Linked DNA regions of Mus musculus: all the other regions are linked to region 2. The links are chromatin contacts, called in public HiChIP or PLAC-seq and Micro-C maps. All regions are on one chromosome and are shown on one strand. The core of a region is the stretch at or near the end of the contact, and the rest is flanking DNA. Distances in the headings are between cores, read along the strand shown. Region 1 overlaps Hs6st2 (heparan sulfate 6-O-sulfotransferase 2). Region 2 holds the start of Hs6st2 (heparan sulfate 6-O-sulfotransferase 2). Region 3 overlaps Gm35727 (a long non-coding RNA gene).

Region 1 (4,016 bases), core at 127-2,626, 50 kb after region 2:
CACTGAGGTTTTAACATGTGTTTTTCTGCTGACTACTTACGTTAATCAGCTTTTTATCAGATTATTAGTCATTTGTAGATTTTCTTTGGGTGAAATATTTGCTTAAGTTCTTTTCCTATTTAAGAATTATGCTACCCCTTTTCAGCTAATAAGTTGTAATTATCCTTGATACATTCTAGATGTGTGTCCACAAGCCAAAATATTTGTAAAAATGTTCTTTTTATACCCCCTGCATTGCTGTGGGTAGAACCTGGCGCCACATGTGAGCCATGCAAGAACCTTATCCCTGAGCCTTAGTCTCAATCTTTTCACTTTCTTGGTGGTGTTCTTTGAAACCCAAAAGGCTTTCACCTTAATGTGTAGTCTGTTTATTTATTTTTATTTTTTGTATTGATTTCATAACTACAAAGCTATTGCATGCCATGAAGATTTATAGCTATGCCTTCTAAGATCTCTATAATTTTGACTCTTCTCATACTTATGTGTGATCTTTTAAGTTAAATTTTGTGTATGGTATAAAGTAAGGGTCCAGTTTCATCCATTTGTGTGGATATCGTTTTGAAACAGAACCATTTGGTGAAAAAGCTAGTATTGGTTGTCCCTTTCCTATCTCACAGTAGCTGTGCATATTGTAATTATTCTAGTGAGGCAGCTATAAATTTGTTAGGATGCCTTCAGCAATGGTGCTATGTACCATAATCATATTCTGGGATTCTACCTGAGATGACCCATTACTCATTTTCAAACAAAGTTAGCATTAATCCACTTTCAAAAAAGTACAGAATTCCATTTTACTTATCATGCTTGATGGACTGGCCACTGTATTTCATTGTGCAGAGGTAACAATTAGAATTAGTGGGTTATTGTTACCACTTAAATTTGTAAATCTCCTTTCAAGCCCATTGTTGAATGCTTGGTCCCCAGCTTATAGTAGTAGACTACTGGAGATGGGGCCTCACTAGAGGATGTAGGTCAGTAAGGTGTGCTCCGAGGAATTCTATACTGCTCTCGGTCCTTTCTGTTTCTCTCCTGTCTGCGTCCTGGGTTTGATAAGACAACAGCTTCTGTCACATGTCTCTACCACTGATATCCTTCCTCACCACAGAAACAACAGAGAAGGTTGAATATGGACTGAAATCTTTGAGACCACGAGTCAAAAATGCGTCCTTCCTCCCTTAAGTTATTCATATCTGATATCTTGTCATAGCAGCGAAAAGAAGCAATAAAACACAGAAAATTGCAGTCAGAAAAGCAGGGTCATTGCTGTAACTATTTGAGTGTGGTTCAGGAGTGTTTTGTGAGAAGAATTAGGACAAGTTGGAAAGGCAGGCTGGAGAGAGAGAGAGTGCTCTAAACAGAGCCTAATGGATGCTTCTAGTGGAAGCTGAACAGATCAGCATGCTTATAGGAATGATAGGAATGTGGACAGAAAAGACTGCTCAGGAGGTTTCAAATTGCAGCAAAGACCTATTGGGAATTGAATCATTTGTATTACATTCTGGCAAAGAAATTCTCCAGACGTTGTCTATGTTCTAGGGTTCTGTTGGAAGCTGAGGTGTTTTTTAATTTTTTTTTTTAATTTGTGATTACTGTTATTATTACTATTATTACTTTGAGTGGTTTTGCATGTATGTACTTGATATGTAGGAAAGATGTATGTTTCACAGCACACTTGTGAAGATCGGAAGACAACTTTGACGAGATCCTTCTCTCCTTCCAACTTTGTATCAAATTATTAGGCTTGCATAACAACTGACTCTACCGACTGAACCATTTAGCTGACTCAAGAAGCTGAGTTTAAATGTAATGGACTATTTAATCTGGTGGAAAAAACTACAGACAGCCTAGCATTCAGGATATTGCATGAATTTTGCTGGCTGCTTTTCTTTATTGTTACAATGAGAATCAGAAGCAAAAGAGGAGCAGAAAGATTTGAAAAGCTTTCAGCTTGGCCAAAAATAAGTATGTGCAAACATGGGGCCCATGATAATTTGGTTGCCTGTGTACTGTATTCCATGACAATAAGAAAAATGACTTGAAAGAGTTTCAGGAGTTGGCCAATCAGCACTCATTACAAGATGTAAAAGAGCAAAAATCATAGGCCAGGCAGTGGTGGCCCACTCCTTTAATCCCAGTACTCAAGAGGCAGAGGTAGGTGGATCTGTGGTTCTCTGTGCGTTCGAGGCCAACCTGGTCATCAAAGTGAGTTCCAGGGCTACACAGATAAACCCTATCTCAGACAAGAAAACAACACAAAACAAAACAATAGAGCTAAGTCATTTGAAAGACTTACCTTCCTTCCTTTCCTCCTCTCCTCTCCTCTCCTCTCCTCTCCTCTCCTCTCCTCTCCTCTCCTCTCCTCTCCTCTCCTCTCCTCTCCTCTCCTCTCCTCTCCTCTCCTCTCCTCTCCTCTCCTCTCCTCTCCTCTCTCTCCTCTCTCTCTCTCTCTCTCTCTCTTTCTTCTTGGATGAACAGATGGCAAAGACGTCATGCTCCCTCCCATATGGCCCTTTAAGGAAGCATTTCTCCAGGATTACCATCTAGACATTAAGTGATTCCAGCTCTAAGGTGAAGCTGACAGAAGATCTTTGCATCATCTATATGTCAATGTTTTATAGCCATGTAGGATACACGTGATATAGAATAATGCCCCAAGGTCCGACACTATTACTATTAGTATTACTATTACTATTTATTACTATTACTATGGAACACTCACAAAAAGGGACCTAGCATGACTGCCCTCCAAAAGACCCAACAAGCAGCTGAAAGAGTCAGATGCAGTTATTTGCACCCAACCAATGCACAGAAGCAGCAGACCCCTGTGGTTGAACTAGGGAAGGCTGGAAGAAGCTGAGGAGAAGGGCGATCCTGGAGAAGAACCAGCAGTCTCAATCTGGACCCCCAAGATCTCTCAAACACTGAACCACCAAGCAGGCAGCATCCACCAGCTGATAGAGGACTGCCAGGTTTGTGTTCATTCAGAGATGATGCACCTAATCCTCAAGAGACTGGACCCCAGGAAGTTTAGAGGTCAGGTGGAGTGGGAGGTATGGGCATCCAGATGGAGAGAGGGGGTGGGAAGCAGGTGTGGGATGTGGAGCTGTTGGAGGGTGGATGCGGGGGGCAGGGAATGGAATATGGAATGTAAAAAATAAATTAATTTTAAAAAAGAAAGAAAGGTGGTAGTAATACCTACAACATGGTGCCTCCCAAGGTGAAATGCTTGATGAAAATCTGGCACCCCAGCATCACAGAATCAGGGGAAATATGTCTATGTTTAACTAAGAGAACATTCAATTGATGGTACTTGCTGGGCTCCCACTAAAACGTTACAGCATGTTGTTTGGGGATTAAACTCTTTATTTACTGATCTTTTGAATTTTGTTGATCCACTGAATATTGAAACTGCAGAGCATCATTTTTGGGACAAGGAGGACTTTCGGGACAAAGTGGCTGAATAAATCAAACACTATGCCAGATGATAAGAGGAGAGATCCCAGGTCTGAGGACTTTGTCACAGTTGTCTCTGATGTGAAACAGCTTGAGGTAGCCCTCCCTGTTAGCCCCTTGGCATTATCCCAGTCCTGGGACCATGCTGTCCTGAATAAGATCCTCCTGACTACCCACTGTAGGTGTCGAACAACATAATACAGCAAGAAAGTGTGTCTGAGCCTCAAGAGTTGTCTGCTTCCCTTAACGTGTTTACTGAAACTACTGTCTAGGCTGTCTGGTGGAATCCCTCCAGATGGTAATGAACTCACCACTGAGGATATAGAGCTTGCTTCTTTCCCTCTAACAATCGTTGTCCTGCATAAGTAATGTAATGACATGCTCTGTGTGAATGGCAGGATGGAAGTAAAAAGCCCACTATAAACTGTGATTGGATGCACATTCTCTTAGCTTCTTCCATGAATGTTGACCCTACCTAGATTGGAAGCTTCCTAGAACTCATAGTCATTCACTGTAGATCTTGCTGAAATGCCTATTTTATTTAGAGTAAGTATATTTTGGAA
Region 2 (3,909 bases), core at 1,394-3,893:
GTCCAACCTGCAGTCTGCAGCCAGCTTGCTGAGAATAGCTGTGAATGTGGTCCAAGAAAAAATGATAAATTTGCTTAAAACATTATGAGCTAGATTCAGGGACTCAGGCTCTTTATCCCATCATTCAACAGGCAGAAGCAGCAGGATTTCTGTGAGTTCAAGTTCAATCTGGTCGACACAGCATGTTCTAAGTCTTCCAGGACTACATAGAATGTATCTCAAAGCAACCAACATTTTGAGATTTATTTTTTGCTATCAGTATTTTATTATTTAGAGGTGTGTGTGTGTGTGTGTGTGTGTGTGTGTGTGTGTGTGTGCACACGCATGCACGAGAGCATTTCTGTTCCTGTGGAGGTCAGATGGCAACTTGAGATAATTGGTTCTCTCCTTTCACCATGTGGGTCTAAGGGATTGAACTCAGATAGTCAGGCTTGGCAGCAGGTGCTGAACCATCTGCTGGCCCCCATGATTTTTTTTTTTTTTTTTTGTCTCACAAACATGAAGGGGGGAGGGTCAAGAAATGGTGTGTATATGGAAGTCTACTTCACTGAGCTGTTGTATATATTCACATTAATAATGTGTTAGCAGAGTACTGTATCTCAGAAACTGCAGTTTTCTTCCTTTGGCTCTGCAGAGATAAACCTGACTAACCCTTTCCCTATTTGCCTGTGTGTGTGTGTGTGTGTGTGTGTGTGTGTGTGTGTGTGTGTTTACATCTCTGCACAGGTTTCTTTTTTGGGAAAATCCTGGTTTTCCCTGGTGCTGCTCACCACCTTCATCTACCTTCAACCCAAGGTAATTTCCTTTCCCATATTCCAATCCCATTAATCCTTCTTAAATAGAAATTCCATAATTAGTACCTGTGGGCTTGAATGTGTGAACCACCAGTTTCACAAAGTATTTTCTTAAGGATCTACTGAATGCCATTATAATGCTGATAACGTGACTGGAGGAACCTTCTATGTGCTGTCCTTGAGGAGGATAGCTACCTACTGTGTCAACCAAAGAGGCCACTGTGTGGGTGGCCATGGAAATGGTGATCCCTGTTGCTTCAGGGCTTACATCCTTACCTGCCCCCAGCGGGGAGTAGGGCCTATTCCACAGACTCAGGGGAGCTTTCTGGGGAGCCAAGGTCTATTTTGTGTACTGCAGCATCCAGTTCCTTTGTACAACTTTGCTCCTAGAGATCAGGGCCAGAGATGCAGGGATGCCATGAATGGAGTATTTCCAAAAGATTGTGTTGACACCTAGTATTGACACCTGCAGCAGCTAGACAAAGAATCCTTTAGTGTCCCTGTAGATTCCCTGGGGCATGGGTAAGTACAGCTAGGACTGGGGATTCTGAGTAGAAGGGCTAGGTGACAGTTAAAAAAAAATGGCCTGACAAGAACCCTTCTTTAACTAGCCTCACACTCATTTGGTACACCTAGGCAAGAAGCATTGCAGATAAACATCACCTAGTATTTTGAGTTGCCTAAAGGTTTCTACATTTTATCCTCACACTAGCCTAATTGGTTAAAATGGAGGCATTACTATTAGTCTTATGTGACAGAAGAGGAAATTGAGCCTCAGGAAGGGCAAATTATTTTGCCATAGTTTCTGTAAGCAAGTGGAATAATCCCAAGGGCTCCTGAATCAGGCTTTGCATGCTGCTCCACTGTGCAAGGGAGATAATGTTCTGGAGAGAAACACCCCTATACTAGCTAGCACTCAGCTTACAGCATCCTTTTCCAGTGGCCACCACCACCGGTGCTACTACTTTGAAACATTGCTGCTAACCCACACATCTTGTGCATCAGTTAGGCTGGGAGTGCATGTTCAGTAATGGAAACTCCAGTGTCTTCATGCACTGCACATTCCCCCATTCATTAGCTAGGAAATGTCTGCGACCCAGCTTGCCAGGGGCCTTGTTCTGAAGGAATATCCCTTCTTAAATCTCTGCAGCCCTGTTTTCCCAGATGAAAAGAGCCCTTGGACAACTGGGCTTGATAATAAACCCATACATATTTATTTAGAGACATGTTCTAATTATGAAAAAACTAAAAGGTTGGATCGTGCTTGGTTTTCTGAGAATAAATCCCGGTTCTGTGCTGTGTGACCTTGGGTGCATATCTAATTCTCTCTGGGCTTCAGATTCTTCATATGCCACAACACCTTGAGCAAGATGGTCTGACTCTGATGTGGTGTGTAGTTAGACATCCATCCATTCAATCAACGGTAGTGAGTGAGTGAAATCTTTCTGAGGGCGGTGGGCTTGGTGCATGAGATTCATAAGGGGACAGGAATTAGAGTGAGAGTGCTTTGAAAATGCTCAAAAATCCCCCGTGTAAGGTTTTTTAGTCATGCTTTATTGCCATGCTGACTTACCTTTTCAGAAAATACCCCCCTCTTCCGTTGCAGAATGGAAATTGGCAAAGAGAGAGGGAAAGGGTCCAATTTGCGCCTTTGCTATTTTAAGGGAGGCTGAAATTATGAGCCAAAGTGGAGTGATGCGCTCTCTGGAGTGACCTCCGTTCTCCAACACAGGAGAAAACCCAGGTCTTTTGCTTGTGAAGTGGCTGGGGCTCTTGGGCGCGAGGCATTATTATATAAATTCAGGCTCGCTCCTGATCCTTAGTACCCTGAGTTGCCTGAAGGGGGGAATGGCACTGCCTGCGTTTGCAGCCCGGGCGCTCGGGCCGCCACTGCAACCGGAGCAAGGAGCGCCCGCCCGCACCACCTGTCCCCGCCGGCATTCCAGAGTAGAGGCCGAATTGGCAGCAAGCCGGCCCGGGTCTGTTGCCGCCTCAGTCCGCGCCGGCCCTCCTAGGGGTGTGTCTCTCGGATTCAACTCCCCGCCGCTCCAGGACAAGCCCCCAAAGGCATTTTCTTCCTTGGCGGGAGCCTTGCGCGCCCCGCTCTTCGCGCTGCTGCCTCGAGGCCGCCGCAGGCGGATGCACGACCTCAGGCGACGCTGGGACCTGGGCTCCCTCTGCCGGGCCCTGCTCACTCGGGGCCTGGCAGCCGTGGGCCACTCGCTCAAGCACGTGCTCAGTGCGATCTTCTCCAAGATTTTCGGTCCCTTGGCCAGGTACGTGGTGAGCGAACGTGGGGCTTTCGCTCCGGGTCCAGGGTGAGCCCGGGCGGCGGGAGGAGGGAAGGCAGTTGGGAGCGAGGGCAAGGCTCAAAGTTCCAGGGTGCCGGTGGTGGCGGGGCTGGGGGACTCGAGACGGGTTGAGCGCGCAACTGACCGCTGTTCCGCGGGAAAGGGCTGCGCTGCCTCTGCTTGCAAAGTCAGGCAGCCCGCGGGCTCCTTCCTTCTCCCCCTGGGGAACCCCGAAGCCCCAGCTCACTTCTAGAGGCCACCCGGTGAGCAACGGGACGCGCGCCAAGGGAGCCCGGGTTTAGGGTCAGCAGCTCGCGCACAAGGAGGGAAATGGGGTCCGGGGCCCCAGAGAGTCCCGCGGGCCAACGGGATGGGGATGGGAGCTCGAGAGAGGAGAGCGGGAAGCACCCAGCGCCTGAAGAGGGGTGGCGTGAGTTAGGGAGTAGAGAGACCAGGACCGGAGGGATCCTGCGGCCGCGGAGTGGGTCGGGGTTTTTCCGCGGGGGAGGGGGCCAACGGCCAGCGGGATGGAGTCGGGGTGAGGGGGGGTGTGCGGCAGAAGCCACAGCGCTGAGCCTGCCGGGAAGGAAGGAAGCGGGGAAGGGCGCCGCCGCCGCCGTGGTGGAGTACTCGGTACGGACGGGAGGGGAAAGGGGCGCAACGGTGGCGCCACGGGGAGGGGGCGGTGCGGGAGCGAGGCGAGCACGGGCCAAGCTGCGGGATTGACGTAACGAGCTTGGGTTTCCCCCAGCGTCGGGAACATGGATGAGAAATCTAACAAGCTGCTGCTGGCTTTGGTGATGCTCTTCCTATTTGCGGTGATC
Region 3 (4,002 bases), core at 972-3,471, 33 kb before region 2:
GTACTTTTTCAATATTTAAAATTTTTGTACCTTGAAATATTTCAGATTTTGAATATTACCATGTTGACTTTCCAGTAGTACTGATACGATTTCATAAGTTATGCAAAGTCTTATTGCCATGACACAAACATGTAGAAGGGAGTAGTTTTCTGAAGATGACTCTTGTTAAGATACTGTAATTTTGTTTTGTTTTGTTTTGTTTTGTTTTGTTTTGTTTTGGTTTGGTTTGGTTTGGTTTGGTTTGGTTTGGTTTGGTTTTTCGAGACAGGGTTTCTCTGTGTAGCCCTGGCTGTCCTGGAACCCACTTTGTAGACCAGGCTGGCCTCGAACTCAGAAATCTGCCTGCCTCTGCCTCCCAAGTGCTGAGATTAAAGGCATGTGCCACCACTGCCCGGCAAGATACTGTATTTTTAAGAGAATATTTTTAACTCCTTATTATTATGGGATCTGGGCTAGACGTGTTGCTGAGTATCAAAGCTCTATGGTGTCATATGTGAGACCTTAGACAGTATCCCAAGAGCTACAAAAATGGAGTCTGTCTTAGCTTTTCTAAAGCTTGTGCTTTCATTTAATAATTGCTTCAACATTTTTCAATAACTTGAGATATAGATTTGACTAAATCTTAAGTTTTCTATTTTCCTGACATTCTGTAATCTATTTACCTACACCCATGAAAGGATGGCTTCAAGGAGCTAGATTTCAAGAAAGTGCCAGTCTCTCTTCTTCATAACCCAAGTTAGTGATTTCACAGCCTCTGCTCTTCATAACCTGACAAGTCAGTGCTTTCCAAAGCTAAGTCATCAATAATGTTGAAAGCAATCAAAGCACTCTACACTCTACCAACCTGAAAACATCCTCAGCCCCTCTAGACTGAACACTGGCTGTCACCTTCTCTTTCTTTTTTACCCTTCAGACATTTTTGAAACCTAAATGGTCCTGTCATCTTCTTCTCTGCTCACCTTTCCCCATTAATCTCAATTATCCTCTTACTCTGAAGTGCTTGACTATATATGTTGAAGATCTTGAATGGGAAAAGACATAGCCAATTTATTTTAAATAAAAGGATTTTTTTTCTTCCCCTTTCTTTGTAATTTCAACAGAATTAGTAGATAGGATTTTTTTTTTTTATGTCAAGGGCCTCTAAGTCGAGTCCCTTGGCCATTTGATCTTTCCATAAAGAAGTGGGTGGTAAGCACTGAATAAATGAACTTCTGACTGCAAAAATGCCTCCAACTACATCACTTTAATACAGCTTTACACTACTCGATTCACCTTACTTATTCAAAGCATTTTGAGGAATAATTTATAACAGATGCTTGAACGTGCAGGGCATAAGTAAGAGATGCCCCCACTCACAGCTCGGAATGATTTGTTGCTGTTATTTGGATATTAATCCTAGATTTTAAGGATCTGAATTGTACCTCAGACAGATACTTTCATATTTTTAGTATGCATGCACTCTCAATCTGCCTGACTTCCAATCTGGGTTTTAAGAGTAGACATTATCAAGAACTTTGTCTCATTTGGACCCATAACACACTTGGGTCCTCTCACCTGACCCATGTGCCAAATCTGACCTGTGGCAGCCTATACTGGAGGGCATGCTTTTCTTCAAGGATAGATTTGCTACCATTTACTGTGTATAAAGTGCTGCTTTAATACCATATCATAATCCATCCAGTCTGTGCTCTGAAATTTCACAGTTAAGTAGACTCAAACTATAAAATCATAATGTAGATAAGTTTTTCCTTATTCACCCAGCTTTGTACATAATCAACCCCCATCATTAACCAGGGTGAAAAGATGGACCCTACTAGCCCCTCCCCTGAATGTGCTTTTCTAGTTGTTTTACTTATCTTTGAGAAAGGTAGTTAGTACATATTTTATGACTCAGTATTTGTCTGTGTATGTGTATATGCATGCACAGATGCACGTTTGTCTTCATGCTTACTCTCATGGGTGCCACTGTGCACATGTGGAGATCAGAGGCGAACTCCATGGAATAGTTCATTGCTTACACATTTCCACACATTCCAGGGATGGAATTCAGGCCACCAGGCCTGCATAGCCGACATCTTTACCCTATAAGTCATCTATCTCGCCAGCCCTGTTTCTAGATAAGAAGCACAGCATATGCTCTTCAAAGGAAATGCCTGCATTTACACTAAACATACTCCCTCCCCCTTTCCTTGCTTGCTTTAATAAAGCAGCACTGGCAATGAAATCATTCTGTTTGGGAATTCGTTGCAAACCCACACAAAGAGCCTGCTTCCGATAACCCAGCCAGCCAACTAGTTAGCCTTCAAATGGAAACTTTGAGTAAGATTTGTGACAAATGCTTGGGCAAGAGTTATCTGTGTGGTTATCAGAACAGAAATAAGGAAGAGCTGCAAACACGATAAAGCCTTAAGTGCAGCTGTTGTTACTGCAGTGATCTGCAACCCCAAAAGGAATGAGTTGCTAGGAGAGAAGCAAAAAGAAAAGGAAGGAGCAGGTTCTGGTGCGACCCTCAAGATTTTCTGCTTACTATTTGGCAATAAGCCACCCACATCACTAGGTTGCCTGTTAATAATCGATTCAACAGGGGCTATGCTCTTAAGGGAAAGTGGCTGTCTCTCTCCCAGTAGCTAACAATTGGCAATAAATCACTTCTTGGTTATGAGTAGGACTATATTCTCAACTCCCATCTCCTTGCTGGGATTTGATAAGAATTGTACAGGTCTTGTGCATGACATCACAATTGCTGTGAGTTCATATGTGCAGCTGTTGTGGTCATCCACCACCTTTGGCTCTTACAATCTTTCTGTTTACTCTTCCACCATGAAGCCTGAGCCTCAGGAGGAAGGGACGTGAAACAGATGTCCCAGTTAGGACTGGCCATTCCACAGTCTCCCATTCTCTGCACCTTGACCAGTTTTGGCTCTCTGTGTTAATCATGATTTCTGCCCAGAGAAGCTGTTCTAATAAGGGTTGCAAATTGCATAATTTTATGGGTATAATAGTGTTTGGTTTTTTGAGACAAGAGATTATGTAGTCCAGGCTGGCTTCAAACTGGCTATGTAGCTAAGGAAAGACTTGAACTCCTGTTCCTCTGACCTCAATCCTCCCTATGCTGAGATTACAGAAGTGCACCATCATGTCCCCCAGTTGTAGCCATCCAGCAGCCCTGGGCAAACTGGGTTTACCTGAAAGGGAGGCTGGAAATAGGGTAAGGGGGTGAGAGAAGGATGAAGCCAAGACAAAAGTTCTAATCAAGGCTCAAAGTTTAATAATAGCTTTGGGTATATAAAGGGAAAAAAACCCCACAAAACCCATCCCCTTCTTCAGATGGAGTATGTTGTAGCAGCAAGGTCAGCTCAGGCAGCCAAAAACATCAAAGTTCCCATGGGAACCTGAAACTGCAGCCAAGACAGATGTCTCTCTGTCCAGGTTGATAAGACCTGTCATGGCGAATGTTCAAGGTCTGCTTAGCCTGCTCAAGGCTGGGAAAATTGCTCAGCCTGTTCAAGGCTGGGAAAGGCCTACTCAAAACTGAAAAGCCTATACTCAGTGACATATTTCTTTTTATCATATCTTTGCACATGCTCACATTTTTCTTTGAGCAAAATTGGGATCACAGTGTGTATGCATATTTTGATTAAACTTATGCACTGAAAAATGCTGCATTCCCATATACCATTAAAATGCTTTATTTTGTTTAAATAACTATATTGTTAAGTTTCATGGGCACAACTCCCTCTTCACATATAGAAGACACTATTTTAATGACTGTATAATTAAATAAAAAAGCCTACCAATTATTTCTGAACATGGTGGTATATGCTTTTAATCTTACCATTCAGTTGGCAGGTTCAGGAAGATCTCTTCAATTTTGAGGACAGCCTGTTTTACATTGTAAGTCCTAGGACAGCCAGGACTGCATAAAGAGACCCTGTCTTTAAAAACAAAACAAAACAAAACAAAACAAAACAAAAAAGAAAAGAAAAAAACTACCATTTTCTT

Evidence for each region. A called contact is a pair of places that touch in the nucleus more often than the background predicts. HiChIP or PLAC-seq counts read pairs in DNA pulled down with a chosen protein or histone mark.
Region 1: an H3K4me3 HiChIP or PLAC-seq map of embryonic stem cells shows a contact between it and region 2, with 17 read pairs. The contact joins the enhancer-like site here to the promoter of Hs6st2 in region 2. A contact is called at or near these places in 4 of 39 promoter capture datasets (the 3T3-L1 cell line, neutrophils and pre-B cells), 2 of 484 Hi-C or Micro-C datasets (cerebellar granule neurons and embryonic fibroblasts), 2 of 115 datasets of contacts at active chromatin or transcription factors (embryonic stem cells and neural progenitor cells) and 3 of 9 other capture datasets (adipose tissue, liver and pancreatic islet).
Region 3: a contact with region 2 is called in a Micro-C map of granulosa cells, with 2.3 times the contacts expected there. The contact joins the enhancer-like site here to the promoter of Hs6st2 in region 2. A contact is called at or near these places in 3 of 39 promoter capture datasets (the 3T3-L1 cell line and pre-B cells), 6 of 484 Hi-C or Micro-C datasets (Sertoli cells, cortical neurons, granulosa cells and 3 more), 2 of 115 datasets of contacts at active chromatin or transcription factors (embryonic fibroblasts and embryonic stem cells) and 1 of 9 other capture datasets (adipose tissue).

The regions. Positions count from the first base shown.
Region 1 is chrX:51,628,956-51,632,971 of GRCm38.p6, reverse strand. The region is part of intron 2 of Hs6st2 (heparan sulfate 6-O-sulfotransferase 2); the gene reads left to right. Among named protein-coding and RNA genes, the nearest start is that of Hs6st2, 51 kb to the left of the region's middle. Within about 2 kb of position 1,376, at least 10 of the 459 cell types and tissues checked have an H3K27ac peak or open chromatin away from gene starts, as enhancers often do. A contact at or near this core is called in embryonic fibroblasts, where this site is marked.
Region 2 is chrX:51,680,336-51,684,244 of GRCm38.p6, reverse strand. It overlaps Hs6st2 (heparan sulfate 6-O-sulfotransferase 2), which reads left to right and starts at 2,643. Exons shown (of 5, transcript NM_001077202.2): 1 at 2,643-3,070; 2 at 3,837-3,909. The coding sequence starts at 2,643. It overlaps Gm35727 (a long non-coding RNA gene), which reads right to left and starts at 2,488. Exons shown (of 3, transcript XR_391681.3): 1 at 2,368-2,488.
Region 3 is chrX:51,712,625-51,716,626 of GRCm38.p6, reverse strand. The region is part of intron 1 of Gm35727 (a long non-coding RNA gene); the gene reads right to left. Among named protein-coding and RNA genes, the nearest start is that of Gm35727, 33 kb to the right of the region's middle. Within about 2 kb of position 2,221, at least 14 of the 459 cell types and tissues checked have an H3K27ac peak or open chromatin away from gene starts, as enhancers often do. A contact at or near this core is called in granulosa cells, where this site is marked.